3 separate regions of the Mus musculus genome follow, and regions 1 and 2 are each linked to region 3. A link is a contact called in public promoter capture Hi-C data. All regions are on one chromosome and are shown on one strand. Each heading gives the region's core, a stretch centred on a gene start, on an enhancer-like site or on the middle of the called end of the contact. The rest is flanking DNA. Distances are from core to core; before and after follow the strand shown. Region 1 holds the start of Cdkal1 (CDK5 regulatory subunit associated protein 1-like 1). Region 2 holds the start of E2f3 (E2F transcription factor 3). Region 3 holds the start of Mrs2 (MRS2 magnesium transporter).

What was found. Promoter capture Hi-C pulls out the DNA fragments that hold promoters and counts their contacts.
Region 1: a contact with region 3 is called in a promoter capture Hi-C map of pre-B cells, with 2.8 times the contacts expected there. The contact joins the promoter of Cdkal1 here to the promoter of Mrs2 in region 3. A contact is called at or near these places in 2 of 39 promoter capture datasets (cranial neural crest and pre-B cells), 2 of 484 Hi-C or Micro-C datasets (cerebellum and uterus) and 1 of 115 datasets of contacts at active chromatin or transcription factors (astrocytes).
Region 2: a contact with region 3 is called in a promoter capture Hi-C map of pre-B cells. The contact joins the promoter of E2f3 here to the promoter of Mrs2 in region 3. A contact is called at or near these places in 1 of 39 promoter capture datasets (pre-B cells) and 1 of 115 datasets of contacts at active chromatin or transcription factors (astrocytes).

Annotation. Positions count from the first base shown.
Region 1 is chr13:29,853,883-29,858,090 of GRCm38.p6, forward strand. It overlaps Cdkal1 (CDK5 regulatory subunit associated protein 1-like 1), which reads right to left and starts at 1,791. Exons shown (of 16, transcript NM_144536.3): 1 at 1,681-1,791; 2 at 1,016-1,059.
Region 2 is chr13:29,983,914-29,987,713 of GRCm38.p6, forward strand. It overlaps E2f3 (E2F transcription factor 3), which reads right to left and starts at 2,150. Exons shown (of 7, transcript NM_010093.3): 1 at 1,387-2,150. The coding sequence starts at 1,755.
Region 3 is chr13:25,018,751-25,022,664 of GRCm38.p6, forward strand. Mrs2 (MRS2 magnesium transporter) reads right to left here and starts at 1,567. Exons shown (of 11, transcript NM_001013389.2): 1 at 1,332-1,567. The coding sequence starts at 1,494.

The DNA of each region.
Region 1 (4,208 bases), core at 541-3,040, 4.8 Mb after region 3:
AGAGAGCATGCAGTGGGAGGAAACAGTAGTAACTCATAGAATACAATAAGGGCCTCTCATCAGAGTAAATAAAGAACCCAAAAATACAAACAACCCCAAATTAAAATACGGGAAAGGGATCCCAACAGACATACTTCCAAACAAGATATATAAGTATCTGATAAGCACAGAGAGCTGTCAGTAAAGTCAGCCATGAGGGAAAGGCCATTCAAACCCACAAAGATATACCGTTTCACACTCCCGAAGACAATGAGAATTACAAAGACAAGTAGCCATGTTTAACAGCAGTGAATCACATCGCACAGAAAGGAAACAAGAATCTGGCCTGGCATGGTGGTGCACACACTCAATCCCAGCACTTGCAAGTTTGGTCTATATAGTGAGTTCCAGGCTAACAAGGGATAAACATTAAGACAACATCTCAACAAATTTAAAAAATAAAAATAAATTTTAAAAAAAAGAGAGAGAGAGAGGGAGAGAGAAACAAGACAACCCAGCTAGAAGAGGTACAGAAACAAGCCTTCAGGAATGCCATATTTGGGCTGCAGAAATGGCTCAGAGTTAAGAGCACTGATTGCTCTTCCAGAGGACCAGGGTTCAATTCCCAGCAACCACATGGCAGCTCTTACCTGTCTGTAATTCCAGGATCTGATAACCTCACAAAGACATACATGCAGGCAAAATCCCAGTGCACATAAAATTATAAATACATATTTTAAAAAAAGAAAGAAAGTCATATTTAACAGCCAGGTAGAGAAGTAGGATATAACAGGGACTAAGCAACAGCCAAACAAGAAAACAGATGTGCCACAAATGGGAAAGAGAGCATGTCTCGCTTCTTAATGAAAATGAAAAACTAAGGAAGAGATACAAAAATGTCTCTCCGATGAAGTTATAGGGAAATCTAGTTTTCACAAAATGATACTGGCTAATTACTAAAAACTTAAGACATCTTTCTTCATATTCTAATGCAGAACTAATTACTCAAATATTAGAAACTAAAATAAACCAATACCTTGATTTTCTGAAATTGGTCTCAAGTCCTCTTGAAAGATGAATCTGAAAAATTAAAATTAATTAGAAAATGCGAGTACCCTATAAGTTCATAAAACCAGTGTATGACCTCTTTACAACTTCCTTAAAAAAAAAAAAAAAAAAAAAAAAAGGATGCATCTAGCCACTTTTTAAACTGCTACCCTGCACTGTAACACCTGAGCACAATGAAAATCACCAAGTAAGAAACAAGTGATCCCTTATGACACAGGAAAGTTTTCTAAGCAAGGGAGCAAAGAAAAGAGGGGAAGGGGGCGCAAAAACACAAGCGACCTCTGCCCCTATGCCCAACTTCAGTGCAAAACACTCATCTCCTGAAGCCCTGATCGCGTAGCACAAGTACATTCACGGGTAAAGCGAGAGGGGAAATGAGGCTAGAGCAGAATGGAAGTCCCTGACGTCGCCAGCCAGCAGTGTCTGCCGCCACGCCGGCCTCTCTCCAGGCAGCGCTCCAGAGTCCGACTCTCCACGCCAGCCGCCAAGTCTTTTCCAAACTGCGAGAACAAGCGGGCGATCGGCCCAAAGGAGAAAACCTGCGGAAACGAAGCTCCGCCCAAAATGCAGCTCGGCCCACGGTCGCTGAGCACTGATCCATTTGCCCCAGTATACACAGATCCAGAACTTCACCTGTCCGAACTGAGAGGAAAAAAACCACAAGCCCCTGCCAGGAAACTGCACAGACTTCAGATGGAGAGCGCCATGACACTTGTGTCCCGCCGGGCTGATTTGCGCATGCTCCGCGACGGTAGACCGGAGAGGTCAAAACAGATCGTTGTTTCAAGTTTGCGTTTGTTTTTATCTATAATTATTACCACATTCTTCTACAAACAAAGGTGAAAATACACTCCTACCTCATTATGTTAGCTTATCAACTAACTTCTGCTAAGTTATAACCTTATAACTTGTCCTGCACAGTTAAGAGATTAACATAAACATCTTGCCATTTATTATTACTACTCATTATTCACAAAAAGGGACTGGAGACTTTAAATACTTACCAGAATAATTACCTCCGGAGTAAATCATTTTCATTACATTCATTACATTTTATCAGTTCCCTCCTCTATCTATCTATCTATCTATCTATCTATCTATCTATCATCTCTATCTCTTTTGAGACAGCATCTCTCTATAAAACCTTAATTGCACAGTCACTCATTATATGGAATGAACTGGCCTCGAACTCACAGATCGACCTGCCTTTACCTCCAGATCTCTAGGATTAAAAGCATGCTCCACCATGCCCAACTAATTTCCTTCTCTTCTATAGAGAAGAATAACTAAAATAATAGTTGTTCTATCGAATAACAGAAGTCAATTAACACCAAACTCGTGCCCACATCTACCTCCTACTGCTGGGATTACGGTTGTGGCCCACTGCAGTAGGCTTATATTTCTGCTTCTGCAGAGACAATTCAGCCGAGGTAGTCAGGTTTCATTTAATAATTCCATAAGAATACATAAGAAGAAACCTTTATACTTTCTTTGTCAGTAATGCATAACTTTATATTTAAAAAGCAAAAAGAAAGGAATGATGTGAAAAATATGGAACAAAATCTTTATGTTTTCAAAGGGATGAAGATTTTTGTTGAAGGATGAGTGGTTTAGCAGTCTGTGTATTGGGACCCAGGGACTTCTGCATGCTAAGCAAGCACTGTACCACTAAGCTGCATCTCCTGACCCTAGGTTTGTTGTTGTTGTTTGTTTTCTTGCTTTTGTCTCCATAGTGAAAACTGAATGGGAAAATGTTAGCAATAATAAAACCAATGGACAAAGGAATAATAAATCCAGAAATTACAAAAAATTAAAAACAGATTTAGTTTATAACTTTAGCAATTATCGGTTGTACTATTGAATTTAAACCAATCAATAACTTTTCATGAGACACAATGTGTGTGAGTTTAATTCGCTCTTTAAAAAGTGCATATGAATTGTTTGTGCAGAGATTGCATGGACATAATAGCGACAGTCTTAAGACAGATAAGTCTATTTCTTAGGCGAATGGGACAAACGTAGATGTGAACTGTAGGGATTGGGCATTAAATGTGCTGTGATTTACATTGACTTTCCACAGCCTGTGACCAAAACCCAGCTCTAATTTCAAAACAAGGGGTGCACATAAGAATCGATGTTGGATACAGGGACTGTGAAGATTGATCCTGTATAAGAAATTACTTGACAGAATAAGGCTCCCCTGGCTGAAAACTATATGACAGTAATTTTTTGTTGTTGCTGTTGTTGTTGTTTGGTTTTTTGGTTTTTTTCAAGACAGGGTTTCTCTGTATAGCCCTGACTGTCCTGGAACTCACTTTGTAGACCAGGCTGGCCTCGAACTCAGAAATCCACCTGCCTCTTCCTCCCAAGTGCTGGGATTAAAGGTGTGTACCACCACCGCCCAGCACAACAGTAATTTTTAAGGAAGATTTTTTCCCCCCAAGAGTGGATGAACCCAACAAGAAAGAGTGATAGTGTGAACAAAGAGAAAACAGGAGGAATGCTGTAGCAACATCAAAAGAAAGGCTGCCTCTAGTGAATGAGTGCCTCAAAATATAGGGTAAGAGGGAGGAGCTGAAGCTCTTAAATGCTGCTAGACAGGGACATGAAATCACCTCCAGTCTGTGGAGGAATGCTGAAGGGCATCTTATAAAGTAGCCACTAGAGGTCAGAGTATTGAACTTCTGGCACCAGCTATTCGCTTGCTCTAGCAGGTCACATAAATGGCGTTGCTCTAAGTGTGTAAGTAAATTTCTCTTTTCAGACTCCTGAAACCTGGAACCCTTGCTAGAGCAATGAGAACACCACATTCCCTTGCCGTAGAGCAGGTAACTTACCTAGGCCCAGAATCCTCGGCTTTTGTCATAAGCAAGAATCTGATGCTAGCTCCACAAAAAAAGACAGTCAGACAGAAAGACAGACAGACAGAAAGACAGACAGGGAGGGAGGGAGGGAGGGAGGGAGGGAGGGAAGGAGGGAAGGAGGGAAGGAGGGAAGGAGGGAAGGAGGGAAGGAGGGAAGGAGGGAAGGAGGGAAGGAGGGAAGGAGGGAAGGAGGGAAGGAGGGAAGGAGGGAAGGAGGGAAGGAGGGAAGGAGGGAAGGAGGGAGGGAGGGAGGGAAGGAGTAGCTAAGAAGTTCTGATCCTCCTGCCTTCACTTCTC
Region 2 (3,800 bases), core at 900-3,399, 5.0 Mb after region 3:
CGGGGGCGGCCACTCCCGCCCCGGGGCTCCTAGAAGCGGAGGCCGGGGATTTACTTAGTTAGATTTTTCTTGCTTACTCATTTCCCTCAAGCACCCAACCCCCCGTTCCCACTCCAAAACCCCGCTCCGTCGCCTACCCTCCGGCTCGGGCCCCCCGGGGATCCCGGGTCCCCGCGGCGGTGGCTCGGGCCCCCGCGCGGTCCAGGTCACTAACCTGCTGCTGTAAGGGCATTTCCGAAAGCAGCCTGGCTCCGGGGGAGGTGGGGGGCCGGCTGGAGAGGGGGCCCGAGGCCGAGTGGAGCGGCGGCGCCGGGCGAGGGCGGGCGCCGTGGGGGGGTGGGGACGGGAGAGGGAGGGTGGCGGTGCCGGGTGCGAGGGCGCCGGGACCGTCCCAGGCCTGGGAGCCGGCGAGCAGGAGGAAGTGGGTGCCCCCTCTCCCCCTCCAGCGCCCCCTCCCGCCGCCGCCTCCTCCCCAGTCACAGGCGCGTCCTCCGCGCACGTGTGCGAAACGTCACCGGCGGGTCCCGGAGAGAAGGGACAGATCCTGGCGGCGGGACGGGAACCCGGCTGCCCCCGCCCTCCGTCGCCGGGGGGGCGGGGAGGGGGACAGGGCGGGGAAGGAAGGGGCAAGGGGAGAGGCGGGTCAAGGGCAGGCCCGGGGCCCGGAGAGCAAGGCCCCAGCGCTCCGGCCACGCGGGCGCCGCCGCTGCCACCGCGGAGATGCGCCCAGGCCGGAGCACCCGCCCGCCGGCCCCTTGTCGCAGACAGCGCGAGCCCTGGCCCACCGGGGCTCTCAGCTCCACCTCCCCCACCGCGATACCCGTCCACCTCCCAGATCCCCTTTGTTGCCTGGAGCTAGGTCCCCAAAGGTGCCAGGCACTGGCGCCCCTGCGCTCGGAGCACGCCTGCGGGACCCCCAGTCGCCCAGGGGCAGCAGAGACAGGAGAGGAGGCTTGCACGCCTCGGGTCCCCCAGTTTACATCCTCTGGGGTCCCCCACTCTCCAGTGCACTACTCCCTCCCCCACCCCCTTCTCCATCCGGGGCGTGACCCCTTCCTACGCCCGAGAAAGAGGAAGCTTCGAGTTGCAAGGGAGGGGAGAGTGGGGGTAGGGAAAAGTGCAGGAAAAGAAGTGGAGGGGGGGGGGGCGCGAAAAGTTTTGGAGTGTTGGATGTGGTTCTCAAAGAGGGACTCCCCACTGCCCCGCGTGCCTGCCCAGGCCCCCACGTCCTCCCAACGTCCGCAGGAAAGCACCCCGAGTCTAACAATAAGCACACGCTGGAAGGGACAGCAACGAGGCCCACGATGCTCAGCCTCGCGCTCCCGCCGCCACCGCTCCCGGGAGCCCGCCTCCCACCTGGGCTAGGGACGCTGAGGAGGGTATTACCGGTGGGCCACCGCCGCCGCCGCGTCCTGGTGCTGGTGGCTGCTGCAGCAGCCCGACTCTGCTGGAGGGTCCTTGTGGCGTGGTGTAGAGGCTGCTGGCGGCCGGCTCCGTGCCGGGGACACTGGGGAGAAGGGGGCCGGCGGTCAGGGCGCCACTTTGGAGGGAGGTGGCACAGGACGTGGTGGAAGGGTTCGTAGTGAGGATCTGGATGTACGTGCCCGGGGCGGCGGCGGCGGCGAAGCCGGGGCTGGCTAGCAGTGCCCTTTTGTCCATGGAGGCTGCAGCGGCGGCGGCGACGACAGCCGCCCCCTCCCCACCCCCGGCGGTCACCAGGTACTGCTCCAGGGCGGGCTGGATCCCCTTTCTCATCTCTCGCTCCTGCTCTTTTTTAGTGTTACGATATATTAACGTATTGCTTTCAATTTCTTTTATTATTTGCAGCCGGAGTTTCCAAGTCTCTCCTTCTCGCCTCCCCTCCCGGCGCTTCCGAACCCTCTCTCTCTCTTTTCTTTTTATTTTTCCGCACCGCACAGGCCCCGGGGGCCAAAAATAATCGGGGGTCTGGAGAGAGGAGGGTCCCGGCCGCACGGATATCAGGCCCCGAGGAGGGATGGAGGCGTCGGGGGCAGCCGATGCAACGGATTGCGAGGCGGTGGCGGCAGCCCGGGTGCTGCGGCCGGCAGCTGAAAAATGGCTCCAGGAAGCTGCTGCTGACAATGAATGAAGGGATACGGTTTACGCGCCAAGGTCCTCCCGCGAAACTCAGATTTCCCGCCGGCTTTTCAAACCATATTTGCATATCTCCGCCCCTCAACCCGCCGAGGACTGTTCCCACAGTCCATTGGATCCCTGTCGCCTTACTTCGGTACCAATCCTGGAGCGAGGTCGCCACTGGCTGTTTTCCATTGGCTGCCATACACCATGGTTACCGGGGTGACCCGGGCTCTATTTGCATAGAGCAACCTGACTGGCTGGAAGCAGAGCAGGCTTCTTAGGAGGTGGGGCAAAGTCCTACTCTCCCACGGAAAGCCACGCCCATTCCAGGCCCCTCCCTCGCTCCTACCCGCGGGGCTGGCTCTGATGACCTGGGCAGGGACTCTGCCTCGCAGACTCAGTGTGGATCTAGTCTTGAGCGCAAGTTTCGGTTTTGGAAATTGTCAAGGTGACACCCTCAGGGACTTTGTTTCCTGTAACCAAGCAGTGTAGTAAATGAAGAACTGGTAGAAATTCCCCTAAATATGTGTCAAAGGCAAGTTGGACCCGGCCTGGCAGGTGGAAAACTGAGCCCTTTAAATCCTGGGTTTCTTCCTTCCTGAAATCCAACCAATGACGTGAGAGCGGATCCGGAGGCCAAGGCTGATAGACAGAAGCATGTGGGCAGACAGAACCGTGGGGGTAGAAGGTTCAGCTGACGCGACTGCAGGCACACTTTAGTTCATATTCCAGATCATTCCTGGCAGCTTCATGATTAGCCCGATTTCGATTTAAGTAAAAATTAACTCTTTGTTCAGTGAACTCTGACTACAAGTATAGGTTTGAGTCTAACAAGCACCCTCTCTGGCCCAGAAACACCCAGGGGAGTTAATCAGGGCTAACCTAGAACTGATCCGCGGGTTTTTAATCCGCCATGCAGTAATCCAAAGTAGTACAGGCTTTTATGGTGACGTGGGACTTCCAGTGAAAGCTGCCTGCACTCAGCTCTTTACAGCCTCATACGCCAGGAAATTCTTAAGCAAACAGCAAACACTACAACGCAAACCTAACCCGATATGTTTTAAAAGAGGAGAAAAATGTATGCATATATATGTATATATGGAAATCAGAAAATGTCAAGGAAAATGAAATCGTCGAACTGGTTTCTATATTAAAGTAAATACTCACGGATCTTTAAAATGAGCATTGTGGGGCTGGAGAAATGGATCAGTTACTTACATAAGTGAGGGGACCTATATTTGATCCCCAATACTCACATTTAAAAAGCTAGGCATGACCGCGTGTATCACTAATCCCAGAACTGGGAGAATGAGACCTGAAAACTCATTGGGGCTTGATGGTCAGCCAGTGAAGCCAGTTGGGAAATTCGAGACTCACTGAGCTATCCTATTCTGAAAACTCAGGTAGAGAGCTACTGAGGGAGACATCTGAGGTTGACCTCTCTGGCCTCCACAGGCACGTGCATATGCACAAGCGTGTGCACTCTCACGTACACACACACTTGTATACGCACAATGAGAAGTATTTACGACTGAGGAGGAAGGTGAGGGAAGATGTAGATGTCGAGACCAGATTTTCATTGAGTAGCTGAGAACTGTGGAAAACAGCTGTTGGGATACATCCTTCTCTACCTCAGGCACATTATAATTTTTTAAATGTAGAGTATTTGGTAGGGTGCTCAGTGGATGACAAGGCTTGCA
Region 3 (3,914 bases), core at 317-2,816:
TAAACTCATACAACTTGTTAACTGAGGTCTGTCTGTCCTTGCTCTGTGATTAGAAAGGTCAGTTGGGGCTGGGGCAACCAGTGCCTGTCTAAAATGCACAAGGCCCTGGGCTTTGTCCAAAGCACTGTACAAAAGTAATAAAATAACACTTACATTTGTTTATTGGGTGTGTTTGAGTACTGTGGAAGTCAGAAGTCTATTCTCTCCTTCTACCATGTAAGCTCTAGGGACAAGAGTCACAAGTTAAGTTCCTGGGTCTTACAGACCACTTGGTTCCCAAGTATTATCAAGGGAGGAAAAAAGCTTGTGGCAAAAGACCTGGGTGTGGGGAAGGGGGTGTTGACTGACAGCAGCTCATTATGGGAAAAATTTAAGTACAATTCAAAAAAGAGTAGTAGCCCAAACCACTCTTGTCAGGACTGTTTCTGTGCAGTCACATTTGTGGAAAACGCTGTCCTCAGGTTTCACCAAAGCATCAGCAAAGAAAGACTCCTCTGTCTTCCCCCAGCGTTTTTTGCTCCCTTGGCTGGCTACTTGCAGAGTAGACTTCGCCAAGGGTTAATTAATGCTCATCACTGGCTTCACATTCAAACTCAGTTCTAGGAATTCCCTACTTTATTCCAAGGCAACTATGTAACTGTATCAATGTGCCCAGAAGAAAGTAACATAATAAACAGAATTAATAACACCCCAACCTTGCTAATTGTAGCTTCCTGCTGCCCAACATCGACTTTGGTCTGGGCTCCACAGCAGAGTTTCAAGCCAGCTTGGATTACTGTGAGACCACGACTCGAAACAAACAAAACTCCCACCTAACAGAATTCTGGGACACGAAAATAGAAGGGAGCATAAGGAAGTAAAAGGGCCAGTAGGATGAGGGGGTTTCAGGAAAAAGTATGTATAAAAGTGCTGTCATAAACCCTTTACTTTGGGCTGAGCAGATGGCCAGCAAAATGCATGCCGCCAAGCCCTGCGTTAAGACAACTGATTCGAGCAAGCTGTCATCTGACCTCCACATACAAACTCAGAGAAGGCCGTTTAAATGCTAATTTTAAAACAATAACAAAACAAACGAAAGTAGCCAATGAGGCGGTTAACGCTTCTAACGGCTTCATTCAGAAGGATGAGACCGGACTGCTGTCAATTGGCGGCCAGCCTGGGCAACACAAGGAGACCCTGTCCCAATAAGCAAGAAACCGCAATCAAGTCCTCGCAGTGCTGGCCGGAGCACTGAGGGCCGGGTGAGCCCGGCAAGGCCGAGCGGCGGTGAGGATGGCGGGGCCAAGGGCAGGCGGGACAGAGGCCGCCGGGGCCCCGCGGGACGCGCGTACCTGCAGCGCGGGCTGTGCTCGACGCTTTCGGGCTCCGGGAGCGCAAAGGGGTCGCGCGGCCGCCGCAGGCAGCGAGGCTCAGGCGCGCGACCGCCGTCCACAGGGCCCTCCGGGGCTGCGCGGCGCGGGGCAGCAGCCCGGGCAGGCAGCGCAGGCATTCCATGGCGCGCGGGCAACCGGGAAGCCGCCCCAGGACGCCGGTCCGACATGCCGGAACTCGGGTCAACCGGCTCACCGCGACAACCGCGCACCGCGCCTGCGCGAGCCGTCCCGCGCCTGCGCGCTGCCGTCCACGCATGCTCCGGCGTGGTGTCTGGTGACTGCCGACCCGGTCTGCGTCCGTAACAGAGCCAGGACGTGCAAGTGTGAAGGTAGACTGACCAAAGCAGCTCAGCTCCGAAAGTGTCCATTGTTTCGAGGAGCTGCGGATTGATTCTACTTTCTGGAAAGGTCCCCTATGTATCTATGTATGCACAAATATACAGTTGGGAGATGAGGAAGTTACCACTATTAGTAAATCAAATAAGTTTTATTTAAGGCTACTGTGTTTAAAACTCACTTTGAAGGGACAGTGCGTTAAGCTTTTGCTGTAGAACAAGGAAAAGCCCAAGCGAGCAGTGTGCTGGCGCATAGCTGCAATCCCTCCAGAGTTCAAGGTCATTCTTAACTAGAGTGTAAGGCCAGTCTGCACTACTTGATATCAGTCTAGTTAATCACACCCCTCAGCCCGCCCCCAGAGAAAATAAATATTTGTCAATAGACTTGTTGTTTACATCACAATACTAAAGACAGACTTGAGTTTCAGAACTTTCTTCACTGATATATGAACATGGAGCTATGGGGATGTTGGACTATTTATCTTGCCGGGCACTAAGGATTGAGTAGAACAGTGGGAAGCTGTGGACAAAAGGAAAGTTCCAGAAGAGACCATGGATGTTTGGCTTGGACACCGAGAGCTAGAAGTACTTTAAGCATTGCTAGTAGGACGAGCCTTGAATGTACAGAAAGGACATGATAGAGGTTTCACTTCATTAGAACTTTGATGTGCTAAATCTTTGAAAAACATGTGCCAGGAAATAGTCATTCAAGAAAAATAATTATTTAAAAAACACTTCATTGCCGCCGCCCCCTACCCCGCACCATGACATGACCTTTGAAAAACATTGGGCAAGTGCTGGCAGCTGTTCAGACACATGGTCTTGTTAATAGTCCAATTTATGTTTATTGGTTTTTTGTTTTATTTTGTTTTGTTTTTCGAGACACGGTTTCTCTGTGTAGCCCTGGCTGTCCTGGAACTCACTCTGTAGACCAGGCTGGCCTTGAACTCAGAAATCCGCCTGCCCCTGCCTCTCGAGTGCTGGGATTAAAGGCGTGCGCCAACCATGCCCGGCTTTATTTAGGTTTTTAAAAGCAGGGTTAGGACATTGAACAGAACACCTTGGACATGTCAGGCCAATGTGGCACGTTGTTACTCAGGACTCAAAACTGTCTGAGCAGTAAAGCACATATTAGGTCATTGTATCCAGCCCTAGAATTAGCACCAAATCTAGGACTTTTCTCCACCATGAAGTTGTTAAAAGAAAAGGTAAAGCCACTGCAAATTAAGGGAGAAAATGGACAAACAGCACATCAGGTTAACTGCAACAAGACAAAACGAAAAACCAACCAAACCAACCAACCAACAAACAAACCAACAAACAAACAAACAAAAACAAAAACAAAAAAACCCACCCATGACTATAGTATTCTATCTGAAAAAAAAAATCAAACCAACGTCAAGCTGGGTGTAGTGGTATGTGCTATAACCTAAGCCCATGGGAAATGGAAGCTGAGCAACTAGAGTCAAGGCTAGCCTCGGCTACATAGTAAGGTCCAGGCTAGCCTTATCCGAAAAACAAAATCAATCGGTCTCCTGCAGAGGGGATCCATCTTGCCTTGTATCCTAACTAGTCCCCTCTACACCTCAAGGTGGGATTGAACTTTACGCTGCTTAAGCCTCAAGGTGGGGTTGACCGGTAGGATCCGCTTCCAGGGTTAGGGCCTCACATCCTATCCTGCACCTCCTCTAAGCTGCGAAGCTCGGAGATCCCTCTCCTTCTAAGTTCTTTGGGTTGCCTGGCAAAAGCTTATTAAAGATGTAAGAGATCTTTTGGTTTGGGACATTTGGAGTCAACACCAGTGTTCTGGACAATTTTATTTAGAAAGGAGTCATGAGCTACTGACTATGGCAGAGGGCAAAGCTTCCAGACCAAATAAAGTTAACATTTTCTATGCCACATTGAGGCTTTCCTAGGGCAACCCTTTGTGGGGGCTCAGATCTGCTGCTTCTCCTCTTGGTTTGTTCCCAATCCCAGCTCCCAGCCCTAATGATCAGCGTCCTGATAACCCTGACATGTGAGCCATGCATTGCAGGAAGCGGGTGCCTGGTGGCTATGGGCCAGGGCTTGGGGACAGCCACACTTTCTGCAACACTATGCAATTCCTGGAGCACCTGCCAGGATCAAAGCCATGATGGAGCCTGCAGGCCAAGAGCCAGGCCCAACCCTGCTGGCTGGAGAAGCGTTTTGCCCTTAACTTCCCTGG